2 separate regions of the Sus scrofa genome follow, and region 1 is linked to region 2. A link is a contact called in public Hi-C data. All regions are on one chromosome and are shown on one strand. Each heading gives the region's core, a stretch centred on a gene start, on an enhancer-like site or on the middle of the called end of the contact. The rest is flanking DNA. Distances are from core to core; before and after follow the strand shown.

Evidence for each region. Hi-C and Micro-C count contacts between places; a contact is called where the count stands out from the background.
Region 1: a Hi-C map of skeletal muscle shows a contact between it and region 2, with 6 times the contacts expected there. The contact joins two enhancer-like sites. A contact is called at or near these places in 2 of 5 promoter capture datasets (fetal skeletal muscle and skeletal muscle), 5 of 47 Hi-C or Micro-C datasets (embryonic fibroblasts, fetal skeletal muscle, psoas muscle and 1 more) and 1 of 2 datasets of contacts at active chromatin or transcription factors (skeletal muscle).

What each region holds. Positions count from the first base shown.
Region 1 is chr2:97,000,816-97,005,403 of Sscrofa11.1, reverse strand. The region is part of intron 4 of LOC110259422 (a long non-coding RNA gene); the gene reads left to right. Among named protein-coding and RNA genes, the nearest start is that of CETN3, 590 kb to the left of the region's middle. Within about 2 kb of position 2,118, at least 5 of the 83 cell types and tissues checked have an H3K27ac peak or open chromatin away from gene starts, as enhancers often do. A contact at or near this core is called in fetal skeletal muscle and skeletal muscle, where this site is marked.
Region 2 is chr2:96,288,364-96,292,939 of Sscrofa11.1, reverse strand. The region is part of intron 1 of LOC102159394 (a long non-coding RNA gene); the gene reads right to left. It also overlaps a transcript of MEF2C not described here. Among named protein-coding and RNA genes, the nearest start is that of MEF2C, 74 kb to the right of the region's middle. Within about 2 kb of position 1,694, at least 2 of the 83 cell types and tissues checked have an H3K27ac peak or open chromatin away from gene starts, as enhancers often do. A contact at or near this core is called in fetal skeletal muscle and skeletal muscle, where this site is marked.

The DNA of each region.
Region 1 (4,588 bases), core at 869-3,368, 710 kb before region 2:
GCCTTCTCTTTTGTTCCCAGAGAGTTGAAAGAGAAAACTTCCCTAGAACACGTTTACTGCCTATCTTTTGTAGAAATTAGCTCCATGATTTTAAGTGTTTTAGATATTAGTATAATTATTAGCAGCTAATGAGTTTTTAAAGGCTCCTACATGAAATCATGGTTTTGAAATTTCCCTCCTGCTAGAATTCTAACTAGGTTACAGACAACATGACATGATCTATGACCCATTTTTCCGAATGACTAAAGAATGAAGATACAGCTTCTTATGAATAAGCGCTCCTTCCCGAACATGACAGGGCACTGCAATTGTGAAAGCTCTGAAAATCAGAGAGATTAAAACCTTGAACTAAAATTATCCAAATGTTTCACGCATGCCACTGCAGTAATATAAATACCATTCTTTGCATTTGAAAAAGTTATTGGTATCACAATTATCATAGATATTTAATATTCTTCCACAGTAGGTGGCTCAATGGAATTATTTCTTCCTCCATCATCCTACCAGCTTTTCCTTGAGTCAGCTGCAGAAAGTAAATTTATCTTCTATTCGAAACTTGCCTCATTTGATCCATATACACAGGATAATTCCAGTAACATTTTTGTTTAGCTTTATCTATTTTTTTTTCTTTTGTATCCAGTTTGTTCACAAATTTCTCATCTAATCCACGGGAATGCTAAAACATCTTTTATGGTGCTTGTGGAATTAATCAAGTAGGAAATAAATTCCGGTTCATTAAAGCTTCTGTGACCTGTTATATGCATAACCTGATCTCATGTAGGATGCAAGTAACATTTGAATTCAATTCATCTAATCTGAATTATGCATCCATCTTATGAAATCATTAGGTTTTAGGAATATTAAGAGGAATGAAATACCATGCCTAGTCTCCACTTGGAAGATAAATCTATAACTAACTATATTGAAATGATAGGTTCCAAACTAGGCAATTTGAGTATGTTTTGAGAGAGCTCAGAAGAGGGAATGATTCATTCTCTTGAGAGTCAGGAAAGAGACTTTCAGAAGGCTTCAGATAGATGATATTCGAATTGGGCTGTAAGGAATGAAAACAGCATCGGGAGGTGGAAAAGACATTGAAGGCACACTTGTCTATTCTAACTCTATACTTCCAAGCAGACTGATACGTCCTTGAACTACACTGTCCTATCCTGTTAAAAATGAGCCCTGGACACACTTCACCTTTTAAAAAACTTTGTTCTTACTTAGACTCTTCGAGTTTACTCCCTTCTTAAATCTCAGATCCCTTGACCTAGTTTTCAGTTGCTTGTTCCTACACTTGAAAAATAGATGTCTTTCCCAATTTTGAACTTCCCCTTGGACATAGTTTTAACTATTTCCAAAAGCACAGCGTTCCAGATATCACCCACCTGATATCCCTGCAAAGTTCACATTGGACACCTAGAGGGAACTTGAATATTTTCAGGCAGAAGAAACTATAGGAAAAAGGCATGACAACAAAGGTCAGGACTTGTGTGAGGAAAAGCAAGCCTTCGGGTGGGGCCAAAGCTCTCTGTTCCCTCAGGCATCAGGACATTTGACAGAATGATGTAACCAACCCTACAATAGCAGTGATACTGTGAAATAGCACAGGTAATCCTACACTAGCAATGCTTTAGCCCATCCCTTAGAAAATGCTAATTATAGATGGAGTATGCACACACAAATAGTCTTAACTCCCTAAACAACCCTGACATCATTTCTTCTTCGAGAAGATGGTCTAATCTGTAATTTCTTGAACCAAGATTCTGCTCATTTAGTGGTCCAAGTTTCTCAGGGAATAGCTCTTTAGAACATCTAAAAAAATTAAATATTTTGTATACTTCCTGATTACTAATTTGTAATCATAGAGTGGATGTAAAAGGATTCAGTGGCTTGAATCTTGGGCATTTTAGAGCCTGGTTGCCTTTGCCAATCCATTTTGTTAGTGATACACTAATATCCCATCAGATAGGAAGTTGAGGTTGCAAGCTAGATTTGCTGATCTTTAATGGTACTTACATTATTGGATAGACCAAGAATCTGAAACCCCTGTGTCCCCTCAGGAATAAGGATATGATGGAGTGGGGCTAGCTCAGAAGGCTTGCAGCAAGATAACTTATGCAGTGCCTGCTCTGTAGACTAAAAAAGGGAGTCTGGACTCAGGGCTGTAAATTTGGCACTGTCCATGAGTTCTAAATTGACTTTAAAATGAATGAGGTAATGGAATACTCAGACAGAAGGCTCACCCATTATAGAAATACACCTCAAATTGGTCCTTCTTTTGGTAAAGGCTAAGGAGTACTTCGAGTTAAAACTTGGCAAATTATTTGCTTACCAGGTCTTGCTGGGATTTGAATTAACTGTTACAATGATAAAAATTTTCCTAGAAACTAAATAAAAAAGCCAATATAAACGTTACAGAAAGGCTTCAGAAAATTTCAGAATTAACCATTTGATCTAGTTAGCACCTCTAGTTTTGTTGGTATAGTCCATTTAAAACAGCTTTCTATGAGGGGATAAAGAGTGAAATTGAAGCAAATTACACATATGGCATGGGCCTATCTATTTATGTAATGGAAGAAGAGGCAGAAAACAGAGAGAGGAAAATTAGAAGAAAAGAGAAAGCATGAAGAAACAAATAAAATGCTCCTTTAGCAGACCAGAGACATTCTCAATCAGCTCATTAAAAACAACAACAAATTAAAGAGTATTTAAAAAGCATTCAAAACCCATCCAGCTGAATATAACCCACATGTCTCTGTGAGATTTTCACATTGGTCAGGAGTCGCTTAGTGAATTGAGACCCTATTAAGTTGCATGTGGTTTCCATTCTCTTGATTTTATAGCTTTTTAGAATTTACTTTGGATCTGTTGGGACCTCTAATCATTTTCTGGCCTGAAGATGCTATTGCAGACAATACCACAAAGATAATCTCTCTCATATAGTCATTCCGTCACACTAAAATCCTGGAATCTATTCAACATTAATGTGTCATAATTTAATCCTCACAACCATGTTATAAACTTGTTACCCATCTCTATTTTGTCACTCAGTTGAGGCTGTTAAGATTGAATAACTTGCCCAAATAAGTGGTACAACATCTTCAAACCAAGATTATCTAAATATAATTCCTACACTGTTTCCTCTAAATCACACACATGCTACTAAGTTCTTATAAGTTCATTTATATATATGTATCTTTATGCAGTTGCATTATTAGAATTTAGAAAGATTACCATGATCATTGAACATCTCTTTGCCTTTCCTTGACCTCCAGATTTATTTTTGCCTTTAGCCGGCAAATATTAAGGTGGGAAATTATGACATGAAATCTTATCAAACTTGTACTACTTCTGTCAAATTTATTGGTCACTGCCAAATAATGAAAATAGGAAGTTTATAAAGAGACTAATGCTTATTTTAACCTATAGTTTTTAATTTTTTAACTTAAAAAGTGATGTATATGTGCAAAAAATTCCAAACTGTGAAGGTTTTGTAATGTGAAAAATGATCCTTCCTCCCATCCTTGCTCTGTACTCCCAGTTTTCGAGTTAGAGTCTTTTGCGGATATTTCAAAAAATATTTACGTATACATGCAGACACAAAATATTTATTTTTAATATTTTATTTTAGTGGTATTTTCATTATCAGTTCCATGGCTTATCTTGCTATTTACAGCTGCAGAGTATTTCATTTATGGGTAGCTTGAATTTGATTTAACCCATCTATGACTGCTTGACGTTTAGAGATTTTTTTCAGACTTTTTTTCTATGATGCAAAAAACATCATTATTTCTTATTTCTTGTTTATGGATATATATATAAATGCTGGATAAATGCCTTGAAGTGGCATTAGTGACTCAAAGACTCAGTTAAGTTTATAATTAGGTATGTCTGACTCAATTTTCCTTCTGTATGTACCTATTTTCCAGTTCACTTATAATGTGTAAAATAAATTTACATGTGTTTATTATAAGTAAAAATTATCTTATATGATAAGATTTATAAAATGGTTTTTAATTCTTTGTATTGTGAGCTTTAGGGCATAATTTTTAGTACTTAAATGTATTAATATTTTCTAATGCTGCAGAAAGAGTATTTCAATATCAAACTATTTTTATTGTCATCTTTCATGCTTTTAAAGTTTTATTTTTACATTTAAATCTTGATACATCTGGAATTTATTGGGATCTACACTTAGGGAAATGTCCAGCTTTTTTTTTTTTTTGGTGGTTAGCTGGTTGTTCTAACATTGTTTATTGAGAAAGCTGTTTTTTTTCATTCATTTAAAATTCCAACTTCATCATACAAGAAATTCTCATAGGTATTTCTGTTTATTTTCTTGACTTTTCCATTTAATTGATCAATCTGCCTGTTTAGCAACTGGCACTACACACTTAGTCATATTAAAATGTATTTTACTATCTTACCAAGGTATTCTCCTTTACTACTTTATTTTTCCAGAAACTGCCAATTTTTTCACATTTATTTTTACATAAAAAAATTTTAAATCAGCTAGCTCAATTTCCAAAAATAAGGGTGTTAGGATTTTATTTGGATCGTGTGAAATCTGTAGATTAATTTAGTT
Region 2 (4,576 bases), core at 445-2,944:
TATTGCTATAACTTGATAATGGTGCACAACATACAGATTCAATCAAGGTCATGAAAATATATTCAAATTAATATTTAATTTTTTCTGACCCTTCAGAAAAGAAATTGTTTAGTAGATATCTACCACATTCTGAATTTAAAATAATTTATGTTAACCCTGGGCTTTGGAGCAATATTTGCCTGTGAGAATGTTCACTTTAAAATCCAGACATGCAGGGGTTCCCATCGTGGCTCAGTGGTTAACGAATCCGACTAGGAACCATGAGGTTGCAGGTTCAATCCCTGGCCTTGCTCAGTGGGTTAAGGATCCCGCGTTGCCGTGAGCTGTGGTGTAGGTCACAGACGCAGCTTGGATCTAGCGTTGCTGTGGCCGCTGGCAACGGCTCCAATTAGACCCCTAGCCTGGGAACTTCCATATGCCTGCGGGTGCGGCCCAAGAAAAGACAAAAAGACAAAAAAAAAAAAAATCCAGACATGCAAATGAATTTTTTTAAAAAAAAAGAAAGAGAGGGGAGCTTAAAACATTAATATAGGATAGGGGAGGAAATTATGGGCAGAGTTTCCCTGCAAGGAATTAGTCTAAAATCACCTCCAACAGCTCCATGATACCATTTAGCAGCTAAATTATATATCTAAATTTACAAATAAATTTCTATTACATTTAGTCCAAATCAACATTAGTCATTAATCAGCAAACCATTTAACAATATGAAATAACAGTATGCAAATCAATTGCAAGCAAAATAATCAGTAAATAATATCCATTTCTAACAACTGGGAAAGACAGAGGTGTCAAAGCAAAATATGAAAAATTACAAGACTTTCAAATAAATTCAGTCACTTCTCTGCATCTCAAAGGGGTGTTAGTGAAGGTCAATGACTTGTCCCTCATCTGCCTTTGAAGGATCATGAATGCTTTCTCCTTAGCGTTGAAGACTGACTGCTGTCCAAAGAACACCAGAGCAGAAGTAGGCAGCTTGGCTGTAGTCTCCTTTTCACTGCTTAGTAATTTTATAACTGGAAACAAGTCATGCAACCTCTGTGAGGCTCCTGAATGGATGAGACTCTTTACTGGGCTGTGTGTAAATCATAGAAAAGGAAGTTTTCGTTACCCAGTAGAAGGAGTTTCCTCTGCCGCCTTTGAAATCCCAAGAGGACTCTGGGCCATATTGGTGGGTTCCTGTCTGCAAAGGCATACCCTGCCTCTCCCTACTGCTCTAAGTAGACTATCACATCAGCATTTCGAATAATTAAAACACCAATATTAACCTATGAAATTAGAGAGCAAAACAAAATCACTTTGTAATACACTACAGACCAGCTGGCCATATTTTTCCCACTTGGGCACCCTGGTTACAAAACAAGAAAGCTCTTACCCTCAAAATGATATTACCACACATAGCTTTGAACTTTTCAGTGCTCTATAAGCCTAAGCTGACACAAAGGACTTCATGGTTATTTAATGTTTTTGGTTTTATAAAATAGGAGAAAAATTTTTAATGAAAAAAACCTTCACTACACTCACTGCTGTGAGCCAGCACGTGAATATATTTGTTCATGTCAAAGAAACACTGGAACAAGAATTGGGCACAGCAGAGAACCCCTAATGTGAGGTGTTAAAAATATCTGGATCCAAGAGAGGTTAGTGGCAGCAGCTGGGTATGGAGAGAGGTTAAAGGCTGGGAATGTGGATCACCGTGTTGCCTGGGATGCCAGTGTTGTGAAGGCCCCTCGTGACTGCTCAGCAGATAGAGGTAATTGCAAGGTCATAAGGAACACTGGTATTGACTGAAAGACTCTTTCATGAAAAGCCACATATCCTAAGTGATCAAGAACAATGCTAGTCCTGGCTGCAGGGCTCCTAGGCTCACCGCAGCCAGCAATCACTGAGTGCACGTGTTTGTGGGCCAACTGTCACTAAGGTAGAGGTTCCTGGATCCAGAGCCTATTTTACAGGCTGGGATTCTGAGATCCAAGGAGCATATTCCACCCAAGAAAAAATAAGCACTACTCCTTAGAGAAGTGAAGATGAAGAAGTGTACAGAAATTTAAGAGAATTGGGTCCCTACATTATCACTTTTCCAACTACAATGGGCAGAATACATGTGGTATGTCTTAAAATATGAACCAAGACCAGCAATGGAAAAATTCGTGCCATTCTGAACTCTCATTCTTACTGTTTGGAAAGGCATTCACTAACTTACAAGTTCCACAAAGCTTGTTGAGTTGGGAGAACAGGAATGAATAATGGAGAAAAGGTAGAGTTACAGAATTAGGACTTTGCAGATTTTGTGCTTACCCCTGCACTAAGGCAGTGGCTTGCAAACAAAACATACATAAGAAACAACAGAGAAGCTAGTTAAAATGCAGATTCCTGCAATTGTGGCTCAATGGCCCTGAGGCGAGGCCCAGGAATCTGAATCTGAGGCACTCTGATGAAGTGTTCCCTGTGCTGGATTGTTCCATCCTCACTAGAGCTTTCTCTTCTTTTAGAGGGTCAGTTCTCCTGCTCCTGCTAGTAGCAGACAACCAGCACTTAGGGATCTAAGGTCCTGAAAAATCAAAGTGAACATATGGATACATATGGATGTTCTATGTCCACTGTTATTTACTTTCTGATAAAATCATGCTTAGGTAGTTCATTTATTTTAATTAATTTTATGTGGATTGGCAAATGATAAGACTCACCCAGTACTAGTGACAAGCCAAAAATCATTGTCAAGCTCTACTTGAGTTTCAAGCACTAAATAGTATAGCTTGAAATATGAAAAATGGCTTGAATGACTCTTTGGGAAAGTCATGAAAAAGGAGCACAGACAAGTGTTTATTATGAGAAGTATGTATGCATGCACATTCACGTTTTAGAATACTTAATTAATCATCACTGACCTAAGGAGTTTAAAGGTTGCAGCTTAGGGATAATGTAAGGGAAACCACAGGCTTTTATTCTCCAGTGTGAGTCACTTTGTGGCTATAGACTTCATAAACTACAATCTCACAGCTATGTAAGGGTGAGGTGAGAATGTGTGGATGGAAGAACACAAATCCTTTGCAAATAGAAGATCAAAAAGATAAGCACACGCTTTATTCTCTGTGAGTTAATCATCATTGTAATCAAAGAGTAATTATAGTGATTAATAACAAAAATAATCATAGAAACTTTTCTATGACCATACTGTCTATAGCATACACCATTAATTGTTTAGAAATAAGCTCCTTTGTTAGTAGTATTTTATTTTGAAGTGATTCAGATAAATAGAAAAATATTATTAATGAAATCCTATGATTCTGAAACAGAAAAATGGAGCTTTCCCAAAGCAAAACTGATTGTTAATAACCTGTGTGTGTGTGTGTGTGCATGCATATGTGTTTTTATTGAGTTTACAAATGAAAATAAAAAATTTACAACTGAAGATAAAGAGATGGCACAGAAAAGATGAAGGAAAGAAAAGGAGAAAAGGAGGGAAATGGAAAAGATGCAAGCAAATGTATTGATTAGCTATTTAGCTATTTCCAAAGGGGTTAAAAAGAATATAAAAAATTATAAAATGTTTATTCTGTGCCCCACTATAAGGAGTGTTCAAAATCATTTACTTAGAATCATATTTCTTCATTTCTGGATAAAGTGCACTCCATTTAATATGGGCACTCCATAGTAAAAGGTTTAATGCTATCCAAGGCTGGGAAATACTTATGTGCCCCAACTTTGCACACAGGAAGATGCTTTATCAGTGATTTCACAGAGGAGATAAAGGGCAGAATGCATTTTGCCCTCCAACACTGTACCTCTCCCCAACCTTTCCAAATTCTTCCCTGAATCCAGGAAGCAACACTATCTTACCTCAGTGTTCTTATATTTCCTTCAAGGTGCTTCTGGAGAAATAATCACTAATTACACCTCTGGTAGCTTTTGGAATGAGAGCGGGGTAGCGGGTGGGGGTAATGCACAGAGGTTGAGACCAAGTAACAACACAGTAGGATGTGGCCCATGGGATATTAAACTGTGAGCCTGCTATACAAAGAAAGAATAGAAAAGGTGACCAGGAGTTCCCCTGTCCTGGCTCAGCAGAAACGAATCTGACTAGGAACCACGAGGTTTCAGGTTCAATCCCTGGCTGCCTCACTCAGTGGGTTAAAGATCCCCCTACACCATGAGCTGTGGTGTAGGTCACAGACGCGGCTTGGATCTAGTGTTGCTGTGGCTGTGGCATAGGCCAGCAGCTGTAGCTCTGACTAGACTCCTAGCCTGGGAATCTCCATATGCCGCGGGTGTGGCCCTAAAAGGCAAAAAAAATAAATAAATAAAATAAAAAAATAAAGCAAGAAAAGGTGATCAGGACAACAGGTACTAAAGAGCACTATTATTTTAAAAATAATACTTCCTCAAGACCCAGGCTTCCCACTCATCCGCAACCAGGACATGTCAGTGAATGAAAAGGCAGCAGGTATGAAGGACCTGAGACATAGTGAGTGTCCCCTCCACTCCTGACCAACACAGCAGGGATTTTTGGAATTTTGTCATCTCAGATACTCCTATGGATTATGAACCCTTTTCAGAAAACTGCTGAGATTAGCTC